3 separate regions of the Mus musculus genome follow, and regions 1 and 3 are each linked to region 2. A link is a contact called in public HiCAR-type and promoter capture Hi-C data. All regions are on one chromosome and are shown on one strand. Each heading gives the region's core, a stretch centred on a gene start, on an enhancer-like site or on the middle of the called end of the contact. The rest is flanking DNA. Distances are from core to core; before and after follow the strand shown. Region 1 holds the start of Kcnip3 (Kv channel interacting protein 3, calsenilin). Region 2 holds the start of Anapc1 (anaphase promoting complex subunit 1). Region 3 holds the start of Stk35os1 (serine/threonine kinase 35, opposite strand 1).

Region 1 (4,307 bases), core at 809-3,308, 1.2 Mb after region 2:
GTCTTGAGCAGGAACTGGGGAGGGTTCAGAGGACTCCAAGGTCTTTGGTTGTGTTTTTGTGAGTTTCTCTCTTGCATAGGAGGAAAGGGCTCCAGTCAGCTGTAGTGGCCCACAGCTGAGTCTTCGAGTGTTATAATACAAAGAAGAAAACAGCCTCCTGAAATATGGAATTATCCCTCCTTCTTCCTCATGCAATCTGTACCCCACCCCACCCCCGGCCCACCCGAGGAAGCCACAGCCAAGATCCATCACCCTAACAGTTTTCAAACCACACTGGACCTCCTTCAGCATCCTAAACCTTTTTGTGGGTCAGCAGGCCCCCAATCTTCTCAAATTCCAAGAGTTTAGGGGAAGTCAGCCTGTGCCCATGTGGCAAAGCAAGGCTGAGGTCCACTTGAGGAGATCTGCTTCAGCCCTTTTCGTTCCTCCATCTCCCAGAGACCCTGGAAGGACCCCAGCAATGCCCAGGCCCTGGGAAAGTCTGAGAGGACCCAAGGAAAGGGGGTCAGGTGACTTGAGGCTCCTGGCAGGGCACAGATGCCCATTCATACGTTTTATGAGGAGGGCCTGCTGGATAGGGCTGGGGAGGTTGCTGGCTCCCTGGTAGGCCCAGGACGGAAGGGTTCTGTTCTAGGCTGGCTCTGCCACAGCCTGTTACTCCCAAGGAGCTCCTATCAGAGGAGTGGAATCTCAGCAAGGGAGCCAAGCAGAGACTTGTGGCTCTCTAGAAAGAGGCACTGACTTGGAGTGGAGTGCTCAGACAACCCTGCCTCTCAAAAAATGCCACAAGTAAGGACAGGGCTTGATTCCTGAATCGTGGACATGTAACTGGTGGGTAGAGAGTTCCTCCAGAACTGGCTCTGAGTGAACACAGTCTGGATATACTGCTTTGTTGGATAGGTAAAGACTCAGCTTTCCTGAGTTTTGCCATCATTAACATAGACTGGGATAATGACCCTTTTCTTCTAAGCCCACTATGCCACTCCAAGGCCTTATGGGAATTTGCCTAATGCCAAGTCAGTTTGGAAGATTGGCACTGACCCCGGAGCCTCTGGGACCCTTGTCGTCCTCTTTCCCAGAGAGCCCTCTGTGGGAGAGTCTCTTGCCCGGAGTGAAGTCCTGCTGTGCAGATGGCAGAACTGTCCCCTCCCCTCTGGGGACAGCTTTCCTGCCTCGGGATCAACAGCCCCAGGGTTTTGCCCGGGGAGGGTCTAGCAGCTGCCGCTAATTGGCTGACTCAATAAAAAGGGGGTGGGACAGGGTAGGAAGGGCAAGCAAGTGCTCCTGGGCTTTCTGGGAAAGAGGGGATGGCTCAGGCTCTGTTTCCATGGGAACTACTGGCACTGGCAGGCTCCTCCGGGCGCCAAAAAGGGAAACTTGGCGCTGGTCTCCGTACCTGGCTCCTGGTGGATTCCCTTGGGCATTAGAAAATGCCCAAGAGCTTGTCTCCCACAGGGCAGGAAGGAGCCTTCCCGAGGACGGTCAGGACCCTCGATCCCTTCTCCATCCCCAGGTCCCACGCCAGGAGATCTAGGGGAGGTCCCGTGGTTGCTCTGAATGCCTGAATTTGGTCCCAACCTCAAGTCAAAGGACAGTGAAACTGGGAAAGTGTGAAGTGCTCGCTCCAGCTTGGAAGGTTTTCATACAGCAAGGCCTATGAGGGGTCGCACAGAGGTGACTAACAGATAGGGGAGAGCAACAAGAGGTGTTAGGACCCCAGGTGTTACCTTAGTGACGTAATCCCAAGGGCTCCTCTCTGTCCTGCGCAGGGACTGGTGGTGGAGTACCCTCCCTTCTATCCCTGTGACTGGGAAGGGTAGGAACAGACCCTGTACTAGAGGGAGATGAGAACCAGGGACAGACCCTGAGCCTAACTAAGCAAGGGGGGTTGGGGGCCAGATAGGCTGAGAGGCCAGGACTAGGAGCACAGGAAAAAGAGAAACTGGAGGTTGTCAGGATGGAGGCGAAGGAGGGGGGAGATAAGAGGGGGAGGGAAGAGGCAGAGGAAGAGAGGTGGAGCTAAGACTCGGAAGGAAGGGAGGGTGGAAGGAGTGGGCAGGGGGCGGGAGAGAAACCTCCAGTGACAATTGCGTCTGGGTCCAAGCAAACATGAGGCAGCTGCCAGCCGGACCAAGCAGTCTGGCTTGCTCGGGCTGCAAAGCGGGAAGATTAGTGACGGTCCCTTTCAGCAGCAGAGATGCAGAGGACCAAGGTAGGCGCTGAGGGGCTGAGGACTTGCCTGGACTTGGGGAAGGTGGGGCTCTGATGTTGGTCTTGACTAGAGAGTATTTTCACAGTGGTCCTTGGCCCCTACTCTCGCTAATCCATATAAGGGAAAGTAATTGTTCAGAGCATTCCTGCCTGGGAGGCTGGAATCCCGTGGCCTTTGGATGGAAGAGGCTCTGGGTGTCTGTGGACAGAAGAGAAGCTTGAAATTAGCTCCATGGCTGGTCCTGTTCAGTTAGGTCCTTGGGGCAGGGGCTGGGGTAGCTGACCCTGACCCTAGCCTCATAGATCTTAGTGAGACACAGGAGCATGGAAAAGGATGTCTTATGTGTGTGGGCAAGCCAACGGGCAAAGCTTTCAAGTAATCCATCAATGAATGAATGAAGACCCCCCCTTCTTCTTAAAGCACTATGAGACCCCTAATAAAATCACAAACATCTCTGCCTCTGTGGAGCTGTTGGGGGATGGAGAGAGAGGGGAGGCAAAGAGGCACCCGGTACAAAGTTCAAGAAATAGTAGCCAGGTGAGGGGAAGAAGAGAGACAAAAAAAAAATTAAAAAAAAAACAAAAGGTGTGCTCCAGCTTAGCACCGACCCTCAGAAAGTCTGACCTGGATGCCGCACACAAGTCCAGGGTAATCTTGCTTAGGGGGAGAAAGGATCAGATCCAGGTCCGGTTGAATGCCCCAAATAAGGAAATCAAGGTCTTATTTAAAAAAAAAAATAGATATTGGGCTGGCATCTTACAGTCTTTCTTCCCAAAAGATGTCTTCCTGCCCCACTCCCAATGAGGGCAAGCAGCCCAGAGAGGGCTGGAGACTGATTTCAGGCCATTCTGCCCCAGAGTCCAGGTTACTATCCCTGTCCTCTGGTCCAGTTCCCAGAATACCATGAAGGATCTGCAGATGGAACAAAGCCCTTTGAGCACAAGGGCAGGGTACCTTGAAAGGTACTTTCTCTCTTGTCACACCTGTCTCTAGAAAGCTCTGGACTGGCACAGCAGAAGCATAAACAGCTCTCTGTCCCAGACTCACATCCACACTCAGATGATAGGTGAAGCTGTGTGCATCTACAGACATTGGACACACAGATACCCTATGACTGTACCCCTCCCTCACAGAGCCCAGCAACGTGACTCTGTGTGTCCACAGATACAGGGAGTTCTACAGCCATGTGTGCATAGACCTGCACACAGCTGGCACTGTCCATCAGCAGGGGATAGCATAGCCCCCTTCCCTTTACCCATCTCTGGTGGCTCTAATTCCCAGAATTCTTCCTGGGTCCTTAACCACTACTCCCCTACCAGATGAGCAGAGTGTGAGGTCAGAGTCCCATAGTCCACTTGGCTGTTCTATTGGCCATTGTGGCCTCCACTGTGCCCACCATTGGCTCCTGGGCACTCATGGAACTCATTAGGCTTATGGCTGCCCCCTGGATTTCCATGTGTAGCTTGGCCCAAGATGGAAGCCAGCACCACAGTGACAGTGGAGCTGGATAAAGTCCCTACTGTCCCCTACCAGTAGGAGATTATGGAGGTAGCAGGACGGACAGCAACTAACATAGGCTGGGAGATGGCCACACTTGTCACAGTCACTAGCTGACCCAGTTCTGTCCCTGCCTTCTCACCATACCCTAGCCGTCCCTTTAGTAGCTTTCATTTGGCCCTGCAGAGTGGGCACTGACCACAATGCCAGGCCTCCTGGCCAAACCCTGTGTTGGGAGGAGAGAGCCAGCAGCATCCAGATTCAGAGGTGGTAAAGTGGACACTGGGTCAGTTTGGCTCTGGGAGCCTCCCCAGCTTCTTGCAAGTCTGACCTTAATTTGCCCTGTTTGCAGAAGCGGTAACTGAGCACAGACAGGACCTCCCCTCCTAAACCGTTATCCTCATGCAGCGCACCCAGGACTTGGTGTTGTTCTTACTCTATAGGTGAGGAACAGAGGTGGGTCCTGAACTGCATGCAGTGTTGAGACTGGATCTGAGCGGTCTTGCCTTCTGCAGCACAGACACCAAGCTCTAGGTGAGGGTGTCCGGTGGAGAGTGATAGGCGCAGACTCCAGGGGACAGAGGTGTGCCTTTAACCA
Region 2 (3,987 bases), core at 485-2,984:
TTAACTGAGGTGCCTATTAACATATCAGGCTCTCCCAGCACCACTAGTGCCTGGCTCCTCTCAGCACTTCTCATCCACCCACCCCAATCCTAAACCTCTCTAGCTCCACAGTTAGCCTCCTTTCCCCCAACCTCCCGACTCCTCCTTATATAACCCCAGCCATTTTGGCCACAGGTTGTCTTGATTTCTGGCTTTTCTCTTGGTCTTCATTCCCTTGGTCCTCTTGGCTTTGCTCTTGGATCTCTTTTGCTTTGCTTGGGCTTCTCTCTTTTCTTTCTCTCTTGTCCCCTTTTCCTCCTCAATCCTCTCATGGCCTGGTCTATTCTGCTGCTTGTGTTCAGTCCAGACTCTTCCAGGAACCTCTGGCTGTTCTCTCCCTCATATTCTGAGACCCCGACTTAGAGCGTTTCTCCCTGGGAGGTAAAGCCCCTAAAACATTCCCCCAAGTTTGTTTTCCCTGATCTCTAAAAATACAGCTGGAAAGAAGCTCTTTGTTCTCTATAGCCAGCAAAAAGCCATTTTGTTTCTATACCTTACAACCAGAGATGCGATAATTGTAATTTTACCAAGGACACCCGGCAGAGAAGAGCTGTAGCCCAACTCCTCCCAATTCCTCAATATCTACAATAAAAACCTCCTCAACCATATCTAGGAGTGGTCACGTCCTTGTTTTCATTCACCGACCAGTTTGTTCCCTATCGGTTTGGGTTTCTAAGTACGGCCTCTTCAGAAGGCAATCCCCATCTCCCTCATCCTAGGCTGGCAGTGGCAGAAGATATCATAGACTCAAGGAGAATGACAATGGCTTGGTTGCTCAGAACACAGTGGAGAGTGGGGTATCCTAGTCCAAGTGACTCCTGGTAGGGTTGATGGGGTTGTAGACAAACTGTGTGATGGGGCAAGAGGTAGAGGGTAGAGAATGGAAGCAGTGAGATTGACAGGCCACTTACGTGTGCTCCTTGTTGGGTTTTCTTCTGTTTGTTCTTCCAGATAGCCTAGTGTGTGATAGAAAGGCCTTTGTAGGATAGGGAGGTTTTGCGGGGAGGAATCAAGAGGTCGGAGCAGAGCATGTGGAATATGTGTTAATTTGACTGTTTTTGATTATCCAGGCAAGCGAATTTCAGCTAAGCAGGCATTCCGCTCACCAAGTTCTAAGAGCAAGCCTTCCTGTTGCAGTGCAGCTTCAAGCTCTGAAGGATGGCGTTCCAAGAAAAGGGATGAGAATGAACTAAAATAAATGTGTATCACAATAGACAATTACAGTGAAGTTATCAAATTCCAACAAACTGAATTTTGGAGCAAAGAAATGGACTGGAACTCTTTATTCTTTAGGCTATGATAGGCCTCACCATTTTTTTTTTTTTTTTTTTTTTTTTCTTAGCGATGACGAACAGTTAACGGACTAAAGCCCATCTTGGGTGGGGGTGTGTGATTTCCGGGTAGAGAATTTTCCATGCAATCCTGAGAAAATGAGTGGTCTCCCTTCCGCTCCCATTCATCAGCCAGGAGGCACACATCCCCTTTTGAGATGAGAAGGAAACTCAACCAGCTGGGAAAAAAAATTACCTAACTTAGCTCAATTGAGAAGGTAGTTCAGGATCTTAGAGATTTGGTTTGTTAAAGAGGTAACGTCGTTAAGTGACCGCCTTCGCTATAGGCACTTGCACAGACACCTTTTTCAACTGCGCAGGCGCTAGGTCCTCTCCGCTGCCGCGCGTCCCCAGCCTGGCTCTGCCCTGGCGCGAGGCAGGTCGGGAAATCCAAGATGGCTCCAGCCATTTGAGTTGTTCGCAAGTCTTTGGTGTCCCGCTGCCGCCCATTCTTCCTCCGGCATCCGGGAGGGAAAAGGGATGAGAAACTGGGGCGGTGAGGAGTCATCGTGACGGTCCTGTCGCTGCTCTCGGGCCTTCGCGGCCCTTGTGCCTCCGGGGAGCAGCCGGGGCTCGCAAGCGCCTGACGCGTCCCGAGTTATTCAGGTGCGGGCCGGGCCGGGTCGGGCCGGGCCGGGTCGCGCATCGCTGCGACTTGGTGTTGGAATTTCGCTGCACCGGGTGCCCCAAGGGCTGAGCGCCCCGGGGCTGGCCTTGAGCTCCTGCTGGGGTGAGAGGAACCCCAGTATCAGACTGGGCTTTCCGGGTTGGCCCGACGCGCCATGAGCCGATGCTCCGGCCGCTACGCCGTGGCGCGGTTCACTCAAAAGCACGGAAAGCCTGTTTTTGTAGAGACCCAGCTCAGGGTCCCGCTGTTTGCATATGTTCCTAGTAACCAGTAATGACAGTTTTATTTCTAGCATGTCAACTCAATGCTTTTATGTGGCCTGTAACGAATAACACGTTTAACAACTTTTGGAGAACTGTAAAAGTATTAAGTATGATGTCTTTGGGTTAAAAGGCATCTAACTGAGAAAATGATGCTATAAAAAGTTATCCTGTAGGTTCGTTTTAAGCTAAAAGGGAATGACATTGCATGTTTGCATGAGGAAACGTCGGGTAAAGTTGCAAGTTCTTTAATGTTGACTGCTTTGTTGAATAGAATTTGGAAAGGCCAGCCACATTTTGATAAGCCCCTACTTTTCATAAGGCATATGTGTTTTTCAAGTTCTGTTCTCAATATTGATTTTATTTCTAGGAGGTGAAAAAGAAACTTGGGCCTGTTTTTTGGCGTAATCATTTCAGGAATGACGTTTAAGTCACAGCAAGGAAGATTTTGTAGCTATAGAGGGCTTCGTATAAACTAGAGGCTTTCAGATTGTTAAAAAAAATGATGCCAACAAGACTTTAGATGAGAGCTTCAAGTCAAATTTAGTTAGCAGTTGTTATTCTTAAGTGCCATTTCAAACACTGAGGGTTATAGTGCTGCTAACAAATGCTGTTGTAGAGGTTTCCTCAGAGACAAAAAGGCACATACTATGCCACAGAATGTTTGAATGTTAGTTATCTTTACATGCCGTGTGTCGAAATGTCTGTGAGGTGGATCCCCATGTTTCTGACCTAGCTCCACTCGGGTCTCTGTAGTAATAACTTAGTTTTGACTAGAAGGCTGACAAGAATGCGTTTGGATTCACACAGAAATAATGTTCATATTTGGAACCCATGTCGAACTTCTCTGAAGAAAGGGCAACGATGATTGCAGCCGGGGATTTGCAGGAATTTGTTCCTTTTGGCCGAGACCACTGCAAGCACCACCCTAACGCTCTGAACCTTCAGCTTCGTCAGCTGCAGCCAGCCTCTGAGTTATGGTCTTCTGATGGTGCAGCTGGCTTGGTGGGATCTCTTCAGGAGGTTACAATCCATGAGAAACAGAAGGTTTTATTAAGATTCTCATCATACTTTTGAAATTTAGAATGAATACCGTGCTAATATAAAGCTGCCTATATGCATGTGAGAAATAAGTGTATGTTGGCACTTGGTTAAAAGCTAATGTTTGGTCATTTCAGTCAGTGCTGAAATATGGTGCTGCCTACATAGGCATGCTGTGTAACTTGTAATGAGAGTTGAGTACTTTAATCATGGCTCATTTTAAACTTTATCCTCACTTCAGATGTGGGTAATCAGGTTTTATACTCTTTGGTGACTAAATGCCAGAGGTTAGAAGTGGTACCTGCAACACATGTTTCTAGAAGAGGGTTGATGTCACATAAGGGTGTTAGCATAGTAGTACTTTCTATTTTGAGGTGGACCTTAGTCAGTAGCCCAGACTGACCGTGGAGGTTTAAGCTGCCCCTCTCTTCTGCTTTACCTAGTCTTTGTATTTGCCTTTGAAATTAAATCTCTTGGAATGTACATAGATAGATAGAAATCAGAAACTTTTTAGCTTCTATTCATCTTATGTGTGGGACAAGGGGAAGAAGATAAATAATATATTTGCAGCTGTGAAGCAAGGAAGTCCCCCCATTGAGTCCTATGTGCACCTGTCTATTTTATGCCTTCTACATACATTTAATACCTACTTTTAGTTTCCCTTCAAGCATGGGTTTTATCTTATACT
Region 3 (4,595 bases), core at 546-3,045, 1.1 Mb before region 2:
GGTGCTACCTAGGAAATCTTCAAGGATCCACCCTCCTGGAAATGATGACAAGCAGGATGGGAAAGGCCCCCAGAGAATTCCATCACACTATCCAATCCACTGTTAAATGACTTTAAAACTCTGCAAGGAGTTCTCCTGGGACCTTACAATAAAATCTGACAGGTGCTCCAAAAAGACTTTAGGAAATCTAGCCCTAAATCCCACCCAGTCTGCTAAATTCAACCTCAGATAGGGAAGGAAGGCAGCAATATATCTGCAAAGATCTGTGAGGGCCATGCTGGCTTACAAATACTTCAAGGACACAGGAATTTGGAGGCCGGAGTCCCACTCTTTCAAGCTGATTAACCTTAATCGAGCTGTGTTTGTGCCCACTAGGCTGAGTTCCTCTATTTATAGAGCAGAAGCTTAATTTACTGTTACAGATATTATCCAAATCGTAGCGCTCAGATTATATAGCTGGGATTGCGACTGTCCAATTTCCCTCGCCCTACCCCCTGCCCCAGGAACTCAAGACACTTGCAGCCCACTGCCTCTTCTCTAGTTTACACAGGAAGGCAAGGTGTTTGGCCTCCTGGAGCCCCATGGTTCTGCAACAATCACTGCTCAGACAGCCCCAGGGGTTATGAAAACAACTGAGATTGTAACAGGGCAGGGAAAGCTGCAACCTGTTTTGTTATGCGACAGCTCTTGGCCCACCTGAGGGGGTTATTACTGGGTGCGTGAGTTATTAACCTGTGGTGCCCTCAGGGACTAAACCAAGAACCAACTGAATGATTGTCTGCTCTCGGGTGAAGGGTTGGGGTTCTCGGAGGAAACCTCACACTTGAAGACAAGGTTTGGGAACAGAATTGGAAGAAACTAGAAATCAGGAAAGGAGAATGGCATGGGTGGGTCTGCTACTTTTTTTCCCCTCTAGGTTCTGATGAGAAAGAGGCATGAGGGGGCTTCTGCAGTTCTACCAACTACTTTGAATCCCACCAGGACTACTCTTCATCCATCTTTTAAAATGCTAGGCTTGTAATTATGGCTCACACCTACTGAGTGAGTACTTAAAAAGATCAAGGTTAGCACTTGGTGAGCTTGTTAGGGAATGTCAGCTAACGGCTGGGGAACAGACTGATTTCCTAGCAAGAAAGAAGGTCCCAAAGCCGGGTCAAGGACCTTAGCGAGCCAGAGACAGTTATTAGAACTGAGTGGTTCTGAGAACAAGGGGGTCCAGGAGAGGGCAGGACTGCCGGCTGTAGTCTACCTTTGAGCGAGGTCTCCACCAGGCGCAGGTAAAGCTGTGAGTTCTTGTTGCCGTGACTCATGCGCTGGGCTAACCCGTTGCGCTGTAGGACGCACTCCTCAAACTGCACGATATTCTGGTGCCGCCGCTTGAGACTGGTGAGGGCCCAGAATTCTGCTAGTGCCAACTCCACGTTCTCGGGAGCGTCGCAGCGGATCTTCTTGACTGCCACCCTGGCCCCACTGCGCCCAGCCACAGCCTCATAAACCACGCCGTAGCTGCCGCGCCCGATCTCCGCCAAGAGGCTGTAGCGCGGCCGTGCAGGAACATCCCCGCCGCCGCCATCCGGCCGCCGCCGGGCCAGGAAGGCCTCGCCCGGGACCTCGGCCCCAGCCGGATCCATGGCCTGGGCCGCCGGCCTCAGCTTCTCGCACAGTACCCGCTGGACTGGGCTTCGCCTTTTCCGCTCCGGGCTTTTTGTCCCTCTGCGGGCTCCGTTCTCTTTCCCCGTTTCCATGGCTGCGGGGGGCGGGGGGAGCAGCAACGGCGCCGCCCGGGCCCCCCTTGCCTCATCCCTCCGTCTAGCCCCGAGATGTGGAGGAGCGGGACCTTGGATGGTGATCTAAGGGCGAGAGGGAGAAGTTAAAACCCACCGGGCCGAGAAGGGTAGATGAGGAACTTAAAGCGTCCGGCGTCCCACCTCCGCCGCCGGTCGCGGCCCCTTTAAGAAGGAGCCACCGTCTCGAATTGAACGGGGGAAGGGAAAGGAAAGCGGGAAAGACGGAACCACCGGGAAGTACCGAGGGAGGACCGGAAACCGAAGCGCAAACCGTCCCCTCTCGCCGACTTATCCGTCAGGAGCAGAAAAAATAAATAAAGCCGTAGGGATCGTCCCCATCGAAGACGGCCGGCTTAAACTTTCCTGGGGCTTAGCCCCCTCTCAACGGCCCCTCCCCACGTCCTACCCGGGCTTCTCCCGGTGTAAACAGTCCCGTGAATCAAACCCAGGAGAGCCCGGCGGGACGACCCAGACCCCCGGGGACAGCGGGCGAAGGGAAACCGGCTAAAAGATCGGCTTCCGAGGACGACAGGCGGAGGCCCCGGTGACGCCCCCGGGACTACGGTGGGGCGCCGGGGCTCCCGCTTCGGCCCTCCCTTCCTCCCTCCACTCCCTCTTACCTGGCCGGCGCTGTTCCTCTTCCGGGCGAACCGGTTCCCCCTTGGAGCCCGCGCCGGAGGATGGTCCGTTCCGAGCCGGGCTTGTCTGCAGAGCCGGGTAGGGCGCGAGGCGGGGAGCCTGGCTGAGCGTGTAGCGCGTCGCGGCGCTGCTCTTGTGATGACAGCAACGCTCCCGGGGGAGGCCTCGGCTTCCAGGTTCCCGTGGCCGTCCCCGAGTTCACGCCAGCTGAGCACTTTACGTAACCTCTTTATGTAAGCTGCACCTCCCGCCGCCGCTCTGGTCAGCGGAGATTCCTGGTGGCCCATCCCCCAGGAGGCCAGCGGAGAGCCGCGCCGCCTCTCTGCAGCCGAGGTAGACCCAGCCGCCGCGACAGCCCGGAACCAATCACTGGCGAGAACACCCAGCCAACAAAAAGAGCGCGCCAAAATCCCGCGATTTGTACCGAGGGCCTTCGCGAGGCGCCTGCACTCCGCAAACGCCTTTCCGGACTTGACCTGCATCGTACCTCTACGCCCGCACTCGGCACTTGATGCTGATTGGGGGAATGGCTTAGGTGTAATCGATTCACAGCTGAGACCAGGGTTAGAACGCTAATCTCCACGCCCACTAATGACCCCAATGATCTCAGCCGCACTTAATCCTCAGTATCCTTCTCTGCCAAACCCGGGTGGTCCGCACTTCCAAGGTTGCAAAGGACCAAGTGAAATATGATGGCTGGCTAATTGAGTGCCTGATATAAGCTGCTTTGGGCTTGGATTTTGATACCCTTCACCCCGGCCGCCCATTGTGGTGGGAGGGAGCACAATGGCTGTGTAGTTAAGAATGATCTTGAACTTTTCCTCTTGTCTTCATCTCCCGAGTAATGGGATTAAAGGCGGGCACCACCACACCCAATTTATACACCCTATTTGTTTGTACAGAGCTAGGAATCCAAGGGTTTTGTGCATGCTAGACAGGCACTTTACAAAGCTACATCTCCAGCCCCTAGGCGTGGTTTTTTAAAGTATTTTGTACCCTGCTTTGTACTCCAATGCCTAGAAGGTGCCCAGTATTTTGTTAGCTGATATTGAAGGACAGTAACTAGAGTTTCTGCTACACACTATTTTAAGTCTGGGGAAAAAGGAGTAGACACGACAGTCTTTGCCTTAATTGCGACTCTTGACACTGGAGGAGACAGTCAACCTTGTGTCTTCGTAGATGTCTCACAGTTAAAGTACTTAGAACAGTGTTAAAATACACACAAGACAGATTAAATGTAATGTAAAACAATAAACAAGAGTTTCTAGAATTTCTATAGCTTTTCTGTATGTAAGTGGTCACATATACACACAAGGTGTAAGAATAGTAAAGTCTCATCTTTTTTTTTGCCAGAATTACATTGTTTTGCTATATTTTCATGTTCTGTGCACAAATATGTATGTATGAATGTATACATGTTGTAAATCCTTTTATATTTATAAGATATATATGTATACATATATATATATATACACACACACACACATATATATATACACACACACAAATATATGTGTGTGTGTGTGTTTTTTTCCCAAGGACAAAGATACTCTCTAGCACACTCTCAATACAGTGCAGAACCATGAACAATGCCATGCTTTTGTTTACTATGCCATCTCAAGGTTTACCGATTGTCCTTTCCTTTCTCTTCTAGTCCAATATACGAGTCCTCAGCACCTAGCCTTATTGGATAAGGATTCCAACAGCCTCGTTGTTAACCGAAACTCCTTTACTTCTTTTCCTTGTTGTTGCTGGGTTGTTGGGTTTTTTTTTTTTTTTAATTGGTGGTGATTTGGGTTTTTTGTTTTTTGTTTTTGTTTTGTTGGTTGGTTGGGTTTGTTTGTTTGTTTGTTTGGAGACAGGGTTTCTCTACTTAGCTTTGGCTGGTCTTAAACTCAGGGATCTGCCTGTCTCTGCCACCCAAGTGCTGGGATCAAAAGGTGTGCACCACCATACCCAACCTCACAATTTAAACAACTTAAATTTCTTTAAAGGGTTCATCTTCAAATATTGTTACTAACCTATTGGGGGTTATAGGTTCAACACATGATTCTGAGGTAGGACCACAATTCAGTTGGCAGCAATCTCTTTAGAAAATGACACTCATCTGAGTAATGAATAGCAAGAAGCCAGTCATGCCACAACTAGTGGTGGGGCATTGCAGGGAGA

What was found. Promoter capture Hi-C pulls out the DNA fragments that hold promoters and counts their contacts. HiCAR-type assays count read pairs that join an accessible place to other places.
Region 1: a contact with region 2 is called in a HiCAR-type map of astrocytes, with 2.7 times the contacts expected there. The contact joins the promoter of Kcnip3 here to the promoter of Anapc1 in region 2. A contact is called at or near these places in 1 of 39 promoter capture datasets (hippocampal neurons) and 2 of 115 datasets of contacts at active chromatin or transcription factors (astrocytes and microglia).
Region 3: a promoter capture Hi-C map of embryonic stem cells shows a contact between it and region 2, with 2.2 times the contacts expected there. The contact joins the promoter of Stk35os1 here to the promoter of Anapc1 in region 2.

Annotation. Positions count from the first base shown.
Region 1 is chr2:127,519,143-127,523,449 of GRCm38.p6, reverse strand. Kcnip3 (Kv channel interacting protein 3, calsenilin) reads left to right here and starts at 2,058. Exons shown (of 9, transcript NM_019789.4): 1 at 2,058-2,212. The coding sequence starts at 2,198. The region is part of intron 2 of Gm35478 (a long non-coding RNA gene); the gene reads right to left.
Region 2 is chr2:128,685,142-128,689,128 of GRCm38.p6, reverse strand. It overlaps Anapc1 (anaphase promoting complex subunit 1), which reads left to right and starts at 1,734. Exons shown (of 48, transcript NM_008569.2): 1 at 1,734-1,976; 2 at 3,069-3,305. The coding sequence starts at 3,093. It overlaps Gm39931 (a long non-coding RNA gene), which reads left to right. Exons shown (of 5, transcript XR_001783466.2): 5 at 1,110-1,312.
Region 3 is chr2:129,798,659-129,803,253 of GRCm38.p6, reverse strand. Stk35os1 (serine/threonine kinase 35, opposite strand 1) reads left to right here and starts at 1,795. Exons shown (of 1, transcript NR_029452.1): 1 at 1,795-4,595. Stk35 (serine/threonine kinase 35) reads right to left here and starts at 2,737. Exons shown (of 4, transcript NM_183262.3): 1 at 2,408-2,737; 2 at 1,250-1,850. The coding sequence starts at 2,713.